Regions from separate parts of the Anser cygnoides genome. Here region 2 is linked to region 1. Evidence: chromatin contacts called from public Hi-C data. All regions are on one chromosome and are shown on one strand. The core of a region is the stretch at or near the end of the contact, and the rest is flanking DNA. Distances in the headings are between cores, read along the strand shown. Region 1 holds the start of RPL29 (ribosomal protein L29). Region 2 holds the start of DUSP7 (dual specificity phosphatase 7).

Evidence for each region. A called contact is a pair of places that touch in the nucleus more often than the background predicts.
Region 2: a contact with region 1 is called in a Hi-C map of liver, with 1.6 times the contacts expected there. The contact joins the promoter of DUSP7 here to the promoter of RPL29 in region 1. A contact is called at or near these places in 2 of 7 Hi-C or Micro-C datasets (both in liver).

The regions. Positions count from the first base shown.
Region 1 is chr10:17,329,763-17,336,965 of Taihu_goose_T2T_genome, forward strand. It overlaps RPL29 (ribosomal protein L29), which reads right to left and starts at 2,103. Exons shown (of 4, transcript XM_048074616.2): 1 at 1,992-2,103; 2 at 1,811-1,855; 3 at 1,434-1,498; 4 at 5-198. The coding sequence starts at 1,847. The coding sequence ends at 85.
Region 2 is chr10:17,639,194-17,646,330 of Taihu_goose_T2T_genome, forward strand. It overlaps DUSP7 (dual specificity phosphatase 7), which reads right to left and starts at 4,303. Exons shown (of 3, transcript XM_048074605.2): 1 at 3,672-4,303; 2 at 1,166-1,594. The coding sequence starts at 4,083.

The DNA.
Region 1 (7,203 bases), core at 853-3,352:
AGACTTAGTTATGTCCAATTTTATTTGTACAAAATGTTTTAACACATGACAACAGGAAAACTGGTTCTTTTGTCTTAAACCACGTCAGTCCTTTTTCTGCAGAGCTGCCTGCTTGGCATTGTTGGCCTGCATCTTCTTCAGCCCCTTCTTATTGTGCTTCTTTGCGAATCTCATGTTCCTCAGAAACTTGGGATCAACCTATAAAAACGAAGGAAAAAGGTAAGACACGCTGCAGAAAAGACGTAGGTAAAAACATGTTTCCATTATGCTTCAGTGATTTCCAAATGCTAGCTGCAATTAATTCAAGTAAGTTTTCTCATTTGGTTTTCTTATTTCAACAGAATTCTTTTAACCAGGTATAGCCATCCTTTAAACTATTTTCCTTCATTTCTAAACTAAGAAGGATCCCAAGCCCCAGCAATAAATATAGAGAAAGAACAGGATAAATTGAGTAAAAATGTAAACAAGACAAACTTCATTTTTGTGCCATGACACATTCTTAATCAGAAGCATCACAAACAAATCTTGCCAGGTGAGCATACATGCATGCAATCCTTTGGCAAAGATCAACACCGTTTCCTTGGGCCTTTCTTTTTTATATTAAAGGAAAAATATACCACCATGGAAGAGAGCTGCTCCTTATTTTTTTTGTCCACTAGTGGCTCACAACACATCCTTTCGTGGCTAGGAGCAATTCTCAGAAATGTCAGCATCCCACTGAGAAACATCCGTTACTTTGCTGAAAGCAGCATTTCACCTGGTCCACACAGGATTTTTGCCATCTCAAGTCACACGCTCTTGGCGAGAGGACACACTCAGAAACAGCCCAGCTGTTTTCAGGGTGCTGAGTCCTCACTGAGCTAGGCAAAAGACAAGCTTTTACATCACCTCTGAAAAGCCAATCATCACATCTACAAGGCAAACGGAACCACAGCCCCCTCTGTAGCCAGAACATCCTGCTTTTTCTGTCCCTTTCAAATGTGGAGAAAGACAGTGGTGTACCACGTGTATAACCTCAGAAAAAGCAAGATTTTGCCATTTCCACGTGCACCGTCCAGAAAAGTCAACTCCTCTCACTTTCTGGATGAGCTTCTGTGTATTAGTACAGCCAGCGGAACAACGCTGGAGGGTACAGAGGAGACACAACGGGAATCAAAGCAGAAAAGAGCGGTGAAACAACTGACGTGCAACAGAGACAAAATTTGCCAGTAACTCAAAATTAGTTTTTGTAGACGTGCAATGTGGATTTCAGATGGGTTAGAACTATCACTGCTGCCAGCAAGGTGAGCACACGATGAGAGAGGGACCCCCAGCGGTTCTGACCCTCCAAAACACAAGCCCCCATCTGCTAGAAAGCTGGCAGTCAAAGAAACACCAAGGCTGGATTTTGTCATGCAAACGACCAGCCCAAGAACATTAACAGACATACTCACCCCTTTGAGGGACTCGTATCTATGGGACCTGGGTTTCTTGATGCCATTCCTGTGCCACTTGCGGGCTACGCGGAAAACAAGGAAACAACTCAAATTAAAACTTCAACCACAGTTAAACAGCTGCACCAGCTTCCTTTTGAATATCCGCCAAAACTACGAGCCACCCAACCCTTCGCGCCCTGGCTAGACTCAGACGAGGGCAGCGCCTCTCCCCCCCCGGCACTGCAGCCCCTGACCCACGGATCTGGGGCCGCTCCTTACCAGAGCGCGAGGGGCGCTGCCCCCGCACACGCCTCGGCCCCCCGGCGGCCCCGGCAGCAGCCTCGCTGACAGGGCCGCGCCCGGCCCCGCGCCCCCCGCCCCCCGCCCCGACTCACACTGGTTGTGCGTGGTGTGGTTCTTGGACTTGGCCATGGCTGCACCTGCGGGACACGGACACGGACGTGGGGCTCGGATCGGCTCGCACGGCTCCCCGCCTCCCCTCCCAGCCCGCCGCGCCGATCGCGGGCCGCGGACGGAGGCGGATGGAGGCGGATCGCGACCGATCGCGACACTCACCCAAACGCAGCCGCTGCCGCCGCACCGGAAGAGAAAGGCCCGGCGCCGGGGCTGCTGGGAAATGGCGGCCGCCCGCACCGGAAGCCCGGCACGGCCCGGTGCGCAACACGCGCCCCCGCGGCATGGTTCCGCCCTACGGCCGGCCCCGGGCCCGGCCCCTGCGGGGCAGCACGGTGCCCCCCCGCAGCATGGCCGCCGACAGGCCGTTCCCCGCTGGAATTGCTTCAGCTAGCCGGGGTGGGAGGAAGAAAACAGCCGCTGGCCGCCCCGCCACCCCTCCAGCTCGTCGCCTCGTCCTGTCATAAAAACGGGGGGAAAAATAAGTTACCCGTGACAGACGGGGAAAGCGGCCGGGCTGAAATGAAACCAGTCAGGAAAAAGAAAGCCAACGCAATTTAACTTCAGTACTTATTTCCAGCGAAATCTTAAGTTGCACGTTTTTTAGCTGTGTTAGTTCCCTCCGGGCAGCTGCTGCGGGCACACGGTGCACAAATAGATGGAAGTAGCACTGCCGCAGGCACGGTGCAGCTGGACAGCTCGGGCAAGCTGCTCCCCAAACCCTTCTCCATGTGCAAACTCCCCCTCACAGCCCAGCAAGAGGAGCTTGGCAGCTGACGAAAGCAAATCCTAGAAAAACATTTGCCCCACTGCGTTGCAGAAGGCAGAAGCAAGCACCCTGCCCTTACCTTGGCCACTGGATTAAGAAAACTCTTGACCTTTTCACTCATTTCTGAGCTTTCCTTACCAGGAAGAAACAGAAGTTTTTATTTTACAGTCTCAGCAATCCTCTTTCAAGTAAAACAAAACTGTGGCGCTGCAGTCCCTTTATGGGTTTGAGCATGGTACCTTCAGGGTTGTTTATAACACACTGTAAGCAAATGCAGAATACCAAAAAAGAAAAGATGACCCAGGGCAGAATACCAAAAAAGAAAGGATGACCCAGGGCAGAATACCAAAAAGGGAAGGATGACCCAGGGCGGGATCAAGCATGATGCACTGTCGGGTTCTTGTGACCCCTCGAGTCTCTCCCAAGCTCTAATGAGCTGCTGTGTCTCCAATTACAGCCTCACCAAGACCGATCAGCTGGTTTGAAACCTTCAACCATGCTTTTAGCGATTACAGACATAATTAGTGCATGTTATCCTGCGTGTCATCCATTACAAGAGCTGCGCTCATTAAAAAGGGTGGTAATTATTACTGCTGCAAAATTATTCTGAAAAAAAAAAATAATCATAAGTTAAAACAAAAATCTCTAAGTGTCTCTGACAACAGTGTCCTCTCCGTTGATGCCCTCACATTACACAATTCATCCTGTTGGGTTTGATGTGGCTTTTGCGCTGATGCCCATGGGTATAGATCAGAAAAGCATTGCTGCTTTCTGAGAAACCACCTGCAAAGAGAGGTGGGCAGGACTTTGTTGACGTCTGACATGGCATTTTGGTGGTGTCCTGATATTTATGGAAGATGGACGTGGGAGAAACTTCTCCCAGCGTTTCCTGGTTCTGCCCCAGCCCATGGTGAAAGGCGGGCAGAACATGGGGTGCCCTTCGTGCCAACACATCCACGTGCTGAGAGGGTCAGGTGCTGGCTGGAAGGAGCCCAGAGGACTTTGCTTGACATGGGCTTTGGAGCCTTCCTAAAAACTGCTGAGCTACTGGGAAGGGGGAGACGGCAAACGGGGCTTGGCTGTGGTGTAAGCCCACACCAGCAATGCTGGAGGGGAGTAGGGACGAAGGAAGGTCCCCAGGGACAAAAGGCCCTGGAGAAGCCACCTGGAGAAGCGGGGACACCAGGACGTAGAGGCACTAGAGGGAGCCTGAGCCTAACAGATGCCACTCTGGGCTCAAAGAGGGAGCACCGGTCCCACTCAGCGAGAAGGAACATCTCCAGCAAATAACAGCAGGACATGCAGAAACTTCCCAATCCTACCCGACTGTGGCTTTTTTGCTCTGACATCCATTATAATTTTCTTAAAGACATGAAGGAGGTCATAAAAAAATATTTTGCTTGTTGAAAATGCCAGCCAGCCTGCAGTCTGGCTCTCCTCAAACCTGACCCTCATTGGGCCAGCAAACACCACGTCCCCAGCATCCCCAGAGCCTGGGGGAGCTGTTCCTAAAAAGATGAGACAAAACGGTGACAACTGGTGGCAATCATCAGGCTGGGGTTTCAAGAGAAGGGGGGTTTCTGGAGCAGAAGTGTCCCTAAGGGGGTTGGGAGCTGGTGGTGCCGCCCTGCAAGTGCTGATGGCAGGGACATGGGAACAGCCCAGGCTTGTGTGCTCCATGGGGTTGGCTCAGTTAGGAGAAGAGGGGCACTGGGAGAGGCTGGGAACTGCATTTATTTTACCCCTCCCCAGCAATATTTTCATTGCATTTGCTTTGGATGAGGAAGACGGTCATGGGTGAGCGTGATCCAAAACGAGCTTCCCATCGGGCCTGCCACCTCCTCTGCTCCCCCCAGAGCTGCCACTGCTCACAGCCCTTTTCCATCCTTCCACCTCCACACCTTCCTCGGGAGGACAGTCCGTGCTGGTGGCCCACGTCATGGTCACTCAGCCTGAGTCCCACCAGGAGCCAGCCAAGCTGCCAGAAGGAGCAGCATTGCATTTGCTCTTGCCTACACCCTGGATGCTTCTTCTGGCTGGGCTCATTGCTGGAGACCTCACGCAGGGCTGGGGAGAACCATGTTTCCTTGGAGAAGAACTTGGTTCCTTGTGTTCGTCACAGAAGGAGCATCCCCTGGTGCAAATTCCTTCTTGGTGGAAGAAGGAAGGCTTCCCCTCTTCTCTTGGATATGGTGGGGATGGGGAGGGATTTTTGGCACGGTGCTGCGAAGCCCAGGGAGCCTGATGGAGCCAGCGCGGTGGGTGCAGGAGCTGCTTCAGCGCCTGGCAGCGAGACCAGCCCATGCACAGGATGCCGCATCCTCGTGTGCTGGTGTTGGAGGCACGGGGACGTTCATGTTGGCCAGCTGGGGAGGGAAGTTACTTTACATGGACCTTCACCAACCTGCCTGGAGAACGCCCTGAACTTCAGTTAACCCAAAGGTGCGCATAAATTAGGTCTTCCCCATTTGCAGGACTTGCATCTGAAATGTATCGACATGGCAATAAAGGACTGATGACTGTACGGTAGTCTCTTATTTTTTTTATTTTACATTGTATATTTTTTGGCATTTGAATGATGATGCTGGATTTGGGGGGAGCTTAGGGATTTAAAAGCAGATCTCCCTCTGTGCCAGCCCCATCCCGCTGCAGATGTGGCTGCATGACCCCACAAAGACCGGACAAGCACTGCGATTGCGAAAACGGAGCCTGCAGTTCCTGCGAGGTGGAGAGGGCAGTCTGCGAGGGTGCAGGTGCTGCAGGGGCTGGAAGCTGGGGCTGGAAAGCTGTCAGGAGATGAACAGGGCCACCAAGATGCTGTGCCACGCTGGAAGCAGGTTGGTGGCTGCTCCGGGGAGGCAGGTGGAGGTGGCTGGGAGGAACGGGCTGACATAGAGAGATGCTGAGCTCATGTCTGTATTCATTTCTCCCCTGAATTATTATTAACCCTAGGGGTCTAGGGTGTTGATGCTTGCACCTTAACGCAAACAAAGCCCAACACTGGAAGGAGTTACAGCAAGATTGCGTTTCGTCTCAGGATTGCAGCTCCACCACCTGGGCTCAACTTCTGTCCTTCTGCCTGGAGGCAGGGGCTGGGACAGCGGGGACAGCCCTCCCGTGAGCTGCACCCCAGTTCTGGATGGGATTGGTGCACTCTGCACAAACAGTGAAAGAGATCTGCTTTGGCTCTGCTTTATCTGCACCACAAGGATTACTGGAAAGCCACGCTGAGAAATGCCCTGGCTAAAAAGGAAAATGAACTTCCACACAAAGACGGCTTGTTTGTGCAAAGGAGGAATAAAAATAATTAAAAAAAAGGGAATAAAGAAGCTGCCAACAAGCTGACATTAAACCCTGCGCTTACCTGCGACTCGCCTGATGCAATGACTGAATCCTTTCATTTGCAGCACCATAATCCAAGATGTTCTTTCCACAAAGCAAGAAAGTAGGTTAGCGTGAAGGCAGGGCTGGGGAGGGGGAAGGAGATAAGCAAGGCCTGATCCTGCACATCCTCTGAGCAGGGCTGAGACACTGATTTAACTGCTGGATTGGAGTTGTTTTTTTTTTTTTTTTTTTTTTTTTTGAAAACCCTTCAAAGCCAGGCAGGCAGGGTGCTGCTTGAAGGCAGGGGCAGGATGGGACCCCCAGCCCCACTTCTACCCCCTGCTGCCCCTCTTTGAGACAGGAGGCATCAAACAATAAAGCAAATAAAGAGGGCTGCATGTCCTGAGCCCTGCATGGATGGAAACGTATTTTCACATAGAAATATAACCAGTCACATCTCCTCCAGGCTGCAACCCCACTGCTGGTGCATGTGCCGGGGGTTTCACTGCAGGCAGCACAGCCCGTCACCTGTGGGATGGCTGCCTGGCCGCAGCACAGGAGGTTCAAAGGATGTGTCTGGGCTGGGATATCGCTGTTCCTGCTTACATGTTAAATATCTAAGTTGTCCCAGCTCACTTTGGCACTTCTGCTCACTGCTGCAGCTGAGCATGTGGAAACAAAAGCCGATGCAGCAAGAGGTGCTTGTGTGTGCCGCTAAGCTACTTCTGTAGCAGTGTGAGGTCAGGCATCAGCTCCGATAAAGCACGCTGTATTCTCAGCCCATTTTTTTATTAGCCCATTTTACCAAGTTGTTAGTAGCTCGAAAACACCCCTTCTTTTCCAGCTGCAAACTAAGCAGGAGGATTTAAAAAAAAAAAAAAAGAAAAAAAAAGAGGAAGATATCTCTTAACCCTAGAGCTTTTTATCACCAGTGACAGGGAGGACTTAAATCACTTGAGGAGCCTTCACTTGAGGCAAAAACACAATGCTGGGGCTGCTAAAGTCAAGCTGAAGGGCTTGGCATTCTGTACAACAGGGCTGTACGGTGTGCAGACCGAGGGAAGCAAAGCTGCCGAGAGGGTTAATTCACACCTGTAACTCTTCCAGTACTGCGCTGTGTCCAGCATCATCCTGCAAACCCGGCTCTGAGCACGGCCCATGCCCTTCTCTGCTGTTCCCTACCCACAGCGGGCATGTAAAGGCAGAGGGACCGCAACCACATCTGGGGCTGCTGCTCCGAAACACCAGTGCTTTACCAAAGCCGCTACTCTGCTTCCCTGG
Region 2 (7,137 bases), core at 3,053-5,552, 310 kb after region 1:
GGAAAGCACAAGTACAGCATTCACAGGGACACCTCCTGACCAGAGTGGACAGGCCCCAGCAGGGACCCCCTATCTCACTCATGAGGTTTAGCAGCACGCTCCGTGCAGGAGGTGCAGACAGGTCCCTGCTGCCTCACCGCAGCAGCAGGTCCTGACCAGAATCAAGTTATCAGGCACTGCTCTGCCCCACTTCAGCCCTTACAGCATGGCCAGTGAGCGCATGCAGCGGGATACGACACCGGGGACATCAAAGTAACACCGAATCTGTCAGCAGAGCCTTCAGACTGAAGGCAAAGGTCCCCGTCACCCTTGCCAACATCAATGCATCTTCAACCAGATACAAAGCCATGGAGCTTTTAATAGTTACAGTATTAACGACTACCTGTGCCATTCACTCCCCAAATCAGAATGGATCAGGCTGACTGTCACCAACAGACAATGCAGCTCACAGGGGAAGCGTACATCTCTATTCAGCCCGACAGATGCTTCCACCAGAAAATGAAGCAATTTTCCAAGTTAATGCTAGCCTCAGAGAGGGCATCTGCCCCTGCACCCCCCTCCATGACCAGCCCAAGCTGTCTCGGGGGCTGTCTGCACAGCAGTTTTTCCAGCTGAGCTCTGCAGTGTAATTATAATCACTAACTCATTGTGTTGACACTTACCTTAGGAGAAGTACCCATACAAGGAGTTAGTTATGCTAGGGAGACTTACAGCAGGATCACAACTAGACTAGCAAATCCCCTGAGGAAAACAACCCCCCAGAGTTTTAACCACGCTCAGGGCTAAGGAATCTCTGGCACCAGTCACGTTAACACGGCCCCCACTGGCGCCCACCCCTCCCGTCAGAGCAGGCACCCAGAGCTCCCCACCACCTTGGCTCAGCCATCTCACACCGCTGCAAATCCCCATACAAGGGCACGAGGCAGCAGGGCCGGTGTTTCTGTCACCACTTGCAGGTAACGTGGCTGAGGTGCTGTGTGAGGGCCCAGTTTCAGAAGGGGAGGACTCCCCAAACCCAGCCTCTGCAGCGTACTGCCTGGCTGCTCAGCTAACACCGATGCCACAGCCCCAAGAGGTGAGGCCAGAGACCAGCGACAGCCCTGGGAAGCTGTTTGCCACATTCCCGAACAGTGACTACAAAAAAAAAATTCTGCCAACTACCTACCAATAAAAGCAATGGCCTCGGGAAAGAACTGCGAGAGGTTCTGGCTCCAGTGATCTGAGATGGGGATCTGCTTGTACTTGAACTCTCCATCGTGCTCAAACATGTTTGGCAGGTTGGGAGTCACATTCAGGATGTACTTAATGCCATATTTGCCTAGGACATCCAAGTTGGTTGAATCTTTGGCGCAGCCCAGGTACAGGTAAGGTAGGATCTGGACTGGAAAGGCAGGCTGATTGTTGGGGATGGGACTCCCGTCCGACTCCGTGGCACTGCTGGGTTCTCTGTCGGATTCACCATCTGAGCAGTCAGAGCTTATCCGCAGCCCTCCCAGGCCAAGGACAGACGCTGGGGGAGAGTTGTTGGGTGAGGAGCTGTCAAGGTTCGTCTCACAGTGCTCCGAATACTCAGTCTGAAACTTGTTAAATCCACCTGGGAAGGGGGAACGGAGAAAGGGAAGGAGAGGGGCAGAGAGAGAAAGATGTTTTAGCCTTCAACATGGGACATCCTTCTATCTGAACACACACACACGTTATTTACTTAGTCTCTGCCAGCAATTGGCTGCTATGCCTCCAACTACCCGAAAAGCAACCCGAGAAAGCCATCTCCCTGCTCCTTCGCCTTCCCCAGCAGCCTGTTACTGGGCAAACGGGTCCCAAGCAAAGAAAGTTCCTTACTAAGTTTAATAAATACAGGCCAAATCTCAACTGCATCAAAAGAAACAAACATCCAAAAATAAAATAAATGGCAAGAGACAATCTCGCCTCATTTAGCTTCTTGGCACACGGGGCTAGGGCAGTTTAGGCAAGAGCTATTATGCCACCTAGGCAGAAAAGCACAAAAGTATCCATGTCTGAAGAGATAAACCAAGAACAACAAGCAAAGGCCCAGCTCAGACACTAAAACCCCATAAAATAATTCACCTTCTAGCAGGGAAAAAGGCCATAAGTTTTGCCAAAGAGCCATTCTCACACCTAATTTATCACTGCGAACGTGCTTTGTGACAGGGCAGCTCCACGGGTTCGTTCTTCACCCAAACCAAAGCTGGCTTGAGGAGGGATGGGACCCCTCATGTACCCTAAGTACTCACTCCCCTCCAGCTCCTCAGCTCGACATCTTGGGAAGGAAGGCAGAGAGAGCAGCAAAAACCCCACCAATCTGCCTCCTTCCAGGCAACATTAAACCAGCATCCAGCCATCAGTATCTGACACTGACAAATGGTTTAATTAGAAAGGCCTCCTGGAAACTTTGTTAGTGGGTTCGGTGGTTGTGGCGGGGTCACCGAGCAGGACAGATAGCTCCTGCCACATCCATTCATGAAAAAAGGCTTGTCCTCCTCCTCCTCCTCCCTCCCGCGCAGCCAGACAGCGCCGAGGAGCCATTTTGGAATTTTAATTGGAAACATTTCCCACCAAGGCTCCCGGAAAGAGGCAGAGAAAGGGGCTCACCCCCAGCCCCCCGCCCGTTAGGGACAGCTCAGAGCAACTTCAAAGCTGCTCCCTCCTCTCCAGGAGGAGGAGGACGACGGGGAGAGAAACACGAAGTCAAAGCGGAGGAGCAGCAGGGCTCGTTGGGAAGCTCGAAGCCAGGACGGGCTGGGGGCTTCGCCCACCAGCACCGGCAGGGAGCAGAGGGAAGGGGGGCACGGGGAAGAGGGCCAGTCCCTGTGCTCGGGGCCTGGGTCCCCCCCTCCACGTCGCTTTCCGAGGAGGCTGGTGCAGAGCAGTGCGCTCTGGGGGCTCGTCCCCAAATACCTGCCTATCTCCCTGCCTCCCCAGGCCCATACCAGGGGCTCCCCCGGCTCCCATAAAAGGGTCTATTAAGGAGCAGCAGCGTTTTTAAAGGGCTGCAAGTGGCAGCTTTCGCACCCCTCCCCCGCAGGGCCGCCTCGCCTCCGCTGCTATTCCTGCCCCAACGCCGCCACCCAGCGACCGCACCGGCAGCCCGGGAAGGGGCCGGCAGCCCGGCTGCGGGCTCCGCTCAGCCCCACACGGAGGCCCGCCGGGATGTTCCGAAACGGTCCCCAGATACCCCAAAACCGCAGGAAAGGGCATGTGCGGGGGGGGGGGGGGATACGCAGGGTCCCCCCCCCCCCGGCTCCTGCATCGTCCTACGGGGGAGGTGGGGGGGGGCAGCCCCCTCCCAGACAGGCTGCTGTTTCCAAGGAAAGTGAATGGGGGGTGCGGGCGGCTTTTTTTGGGGAAGGGAAATACAAGGGACGGAGGCCCTTTCTGAAGGGGAGAGGCGTGGGGCGCCGCGGGGGCTGCAGCGACCCAGCCGGGGGCTGCTGGGGTCGGGGCAGGGGAGGCTGCGGGGAACGCAGGGGGCTGCCCCCGCCGGGCACGAAGGCTGCCGCCGCTGCCGGGGGGGGAGAAGGCAGCGGGGCGCTGGCAGCCTCCCACCATTTTGTTCCGGGGATTAAAGCCGGGGGGGATCGCTGCACCCGGCGGCGCGGGGGGGGGGTGCGGGAGCAGGGCCGGCCGGGGCTCCGGGGCGGGGGGCAGCTCACCTTTCAGGTAATAGGCTTTGCAGCCGTCGTCGCGCAGCTTCTGGAGCAGCAGCCCCAGCACGGAGGTGGCGGCGCCGCCGTCCTGCCAGTCGGCGGTGGCCTCGTCGTAGAGCAGCACGGTGTCGGCCTTGCAGCGCTTGACGAAGCGCTCCTTGTCCTCGTGGTTGGGGATGATGGAGCGGATGGGCAGGTTGCCCTTCTTCAGGCGGCGCAGCATCAGCCCGGGGATGGCCAGGTTGATGGCGGTCTCGATGTGCGAGCTCTCGAACAGCTCGTGGGGGCGGCAGTCGAGCAGCAGCAGCGACCGGCCGCCTCCCGACTCCAGCTCCTCCTGCAGCCACTCCGCGCTCTTGCACGGCATCGCCGCAGCCATGGGCGCCCGCGGGGAGCTCCCCCAGACCTGCGTTTTCATGGGGCTCGGCGGCGGCGGCGGGCGGGCGGGCGGCCAGCGAGCGAGCGAGGGCCCGGCCCCCAGCGGCCACCCCCGCCGCGGCTCCCTGGGCTGGACTGGGCTGGGCTGGGCTGGGCTGGGCTCGGCCCGGCCGTGCGCTGCGCGCTGCCTGCGGCCCGGAGCACGGCGGCCCCGCTCTGCCCTAGGCGGCGCGCCCCATCCCGGCGGCCTCCCTTAAAGCGGGGCTCTCCGCCGGCCCGCCGGGTCGTGCCGCGGGGGCGGGCCGGGGGGCGGGCCGGGGGGGGCCGGGGGCGCGGCACAGCTCGGCGCGCCCCGCCCCGCCATGGCGCGCCCGACAGGCCGCGCCCCCTCCCGCGCCGCCACGCCCCCGCCGTCCGCCGGAGCCAATGAGGGCGCGGCGGGAGGGAGGCGGGCGGCCGTATATGGGCAGGGGCGGGGCCGCCGAGCGCGGGAAGGGGCGCGGGGTCCCGCGGGCCTCGGCGGCGGGACCCAGGCCCGGGGAGGCGGCGGCGGGTCCAGGCCCCCCCCCCGGGAATCCTCCAGGCCTGCGCTCCCCAAATCCCCGCGGGCATCAGCCGCTCCCAGCCCAAGACGGACGAGCCGTGCCTTCGTGGCAACAGCTTCTTCTCACTGTAGCCCCTCGCTCTACGCCCTCCCTGAAAATACTGCCACAGAGGGTAAAGGGCCTGGGTCTGCCCCAGCAGCAGACTCCCAGGCTCAGGGACCCGGCTGGGTGTCTGCGGGGTTTTTCCCAGCCGGCTGAAAGTCAAGGCCCGGGATGTGTCTTGTGTAACGGGAAAGATGTCGTTCTGTAACACCCCCCTTCCCTGCACACGCGCACACAAACACACGTACGCAGTCTGAGTTGTAACAGGCTTTAAAGCTGCTGTTCGAATGATGCTGTGTGCCTAGGCAAAAAAATACATGCTGGATTGTATAAAGCACGCAGCCCCAGCCTGTCTCCTTTTAGCCTGGTCGTTAAGCATAACCCTAATGGGAATGCAGAACCAGCGCAGCACTTGGGAACATGCTGAACTTCGAGCACGTCGAGCATCCCGTTACAAAACCCTGTGCTTTCAGCAGGACCGTGCTCAGAGCCGTTCGTGGATTTCATTGCTATCAGCAAAATAAACGTCTGCTTCTACATTGCTTCTCTGTGACTCAAGTGTGTGCCTGAGAAAGCGGAACAGCTGAAGCTGTCCACTTCCCCTTGCCCAGTTTATTTTTACTGCTGGTTGCTGTGGGAAGCTATTGTGATTCAGCGTTGCAGTAGGAAGTTACTAACGCCACTCTTGCAGCAAAGGATGTTGAGGTTCTTATGCAAGCCACTGTGAAAATAGCTGACCTTTCAGAACATTTCTCAAAGTACCTTCGATTCCTAAGTGGAACAGCAGTGGGCTGTGCAAAGAAGGCACATCTGGGTCTAAAGCCCTTGGTGTACTGAGCATGCTCAGCCTACTGGGGGTACGCTCAGTGCCAGGAATTTTAGGGGGGCTCCTGGGCTCCCCTTTGGGAGGCAGCAGTAACCGCTGTGAGCAGGGATGCGCTTCACCTCCGTCCTGTGGTCACGTTAGCGAACACGTAAACCTCCGAGCAGGACAGGTTCCAGGCGCATCACCTGCAGAGGCAAGACCAGATTTCTCGCCAGTGAAGGTGAGGGCCAGAGAACGTCACCCAGCAGCAGCGTGGCATCCCTGCCTGCCCAGCCAGGAGCCGGGGAACATCGGGAGGGGGCAATAGAGCCCCCCCGGCTTCTCCCACCTCCTGTGGCAGGAGCGTGGGTTACGGTGGGGTTATGGTGAACACAGCCCCGCGGGGGGACAGGCCCGTGGCGGGGTCAGGGGCGGGCAGGGCTGGCAGCTGGAGGCTGTGCCAGCCTGTCGGCTTGCTGCCCTCTTGAGTCAGCTGCTCCAAAATGCAGCGAAGCCAAAAGCGAGATGAAACCGAGTCATCACCGTGCACCGGCGGCGGGTCCCCGCGTGCCGTCCCCCCGCCGCCTCCCGGCGCATCTCCCCTGCAGAGGAAGCTCTGCCGAGAGCTCTGCGCTCCTCGGTGCCCTGCAAAGGAGCAGGCACCCACATCTGGTTTCCTGCGGAGAGCAGAAGAGGCAGAGAGGACGCACGCAGCTGGGGCCGGGGGCCGCCTCGGGGCTTTCGGTGACTTTTGGTCTTGCCGTGCACGTGGCTTTGGTGCCAGCAAAGGTCGGTGCCCAGAAATGAGCAGCTTTCGGCTCAGCTCTGAAGGGTCCCAAGCGTTTGGGGACAAGGACAACGCTGTGCAGTAGCAAGCGGATGGCTCCCTTCTCCGTGCCGCACCTCAGCTGGCTGCGGGTGCCTGACACAAAGGTGTGCACGCATCCTTCTGCTCCTTGTCCCTGTCTGGGAGGACTCCCCCCTCCTTCCAGCCCACCGTGGCCACAGCCACATCTTGGGTTCGGGGTGCTTTTGTCCTCATCCATTCTCTGCTCCCCTGCGATGCTGAGGCAGCCGCCACCTCCGGTTCCTCACTCCCTTTGCCACCGCCTCTCACCTCCTGAGCCCGGGGACTGTGTTTTGATGTCTTTTTTCTACCCAGGGCTGTGTTTTGGCGTCTATTTTCCACCTGGATCTTTGTTTTATGTTGCAGAAACAAAGACCAAGAGTCACGGCAGGACAAGAGGTAACAGCACAGTTAGTAGGTTTTCCCACCTGTACAGCAGAGTTAGTGCCTCCCTCCCTGTCACCTTTGCAAGCACATTTAGCTGCTAGGGAAACAGGCAGGAGGGCTGGTTTGATGCTACCATCCTTAGCATCCTCCTTGCAGTGCTGAATTTCTGGGATTGAATCACTTTATATATACATATATATATAATTTAACTTCAGTTCTCTTCACTAATCACTTAATTGAAGTAGGAGTAAATCTGTCAGGGAAGGGCAGTTGTTCATTGTTTACACAATGTTTCATTATTGCATGTAAGAGGTTAACTCCTGGTAGAGAAATAGATGCACGGCTTTAACAGTAAAATTAAACAAATAAATAAATAAAATAAAAAAAACCCCAAATTTACTTTCTACT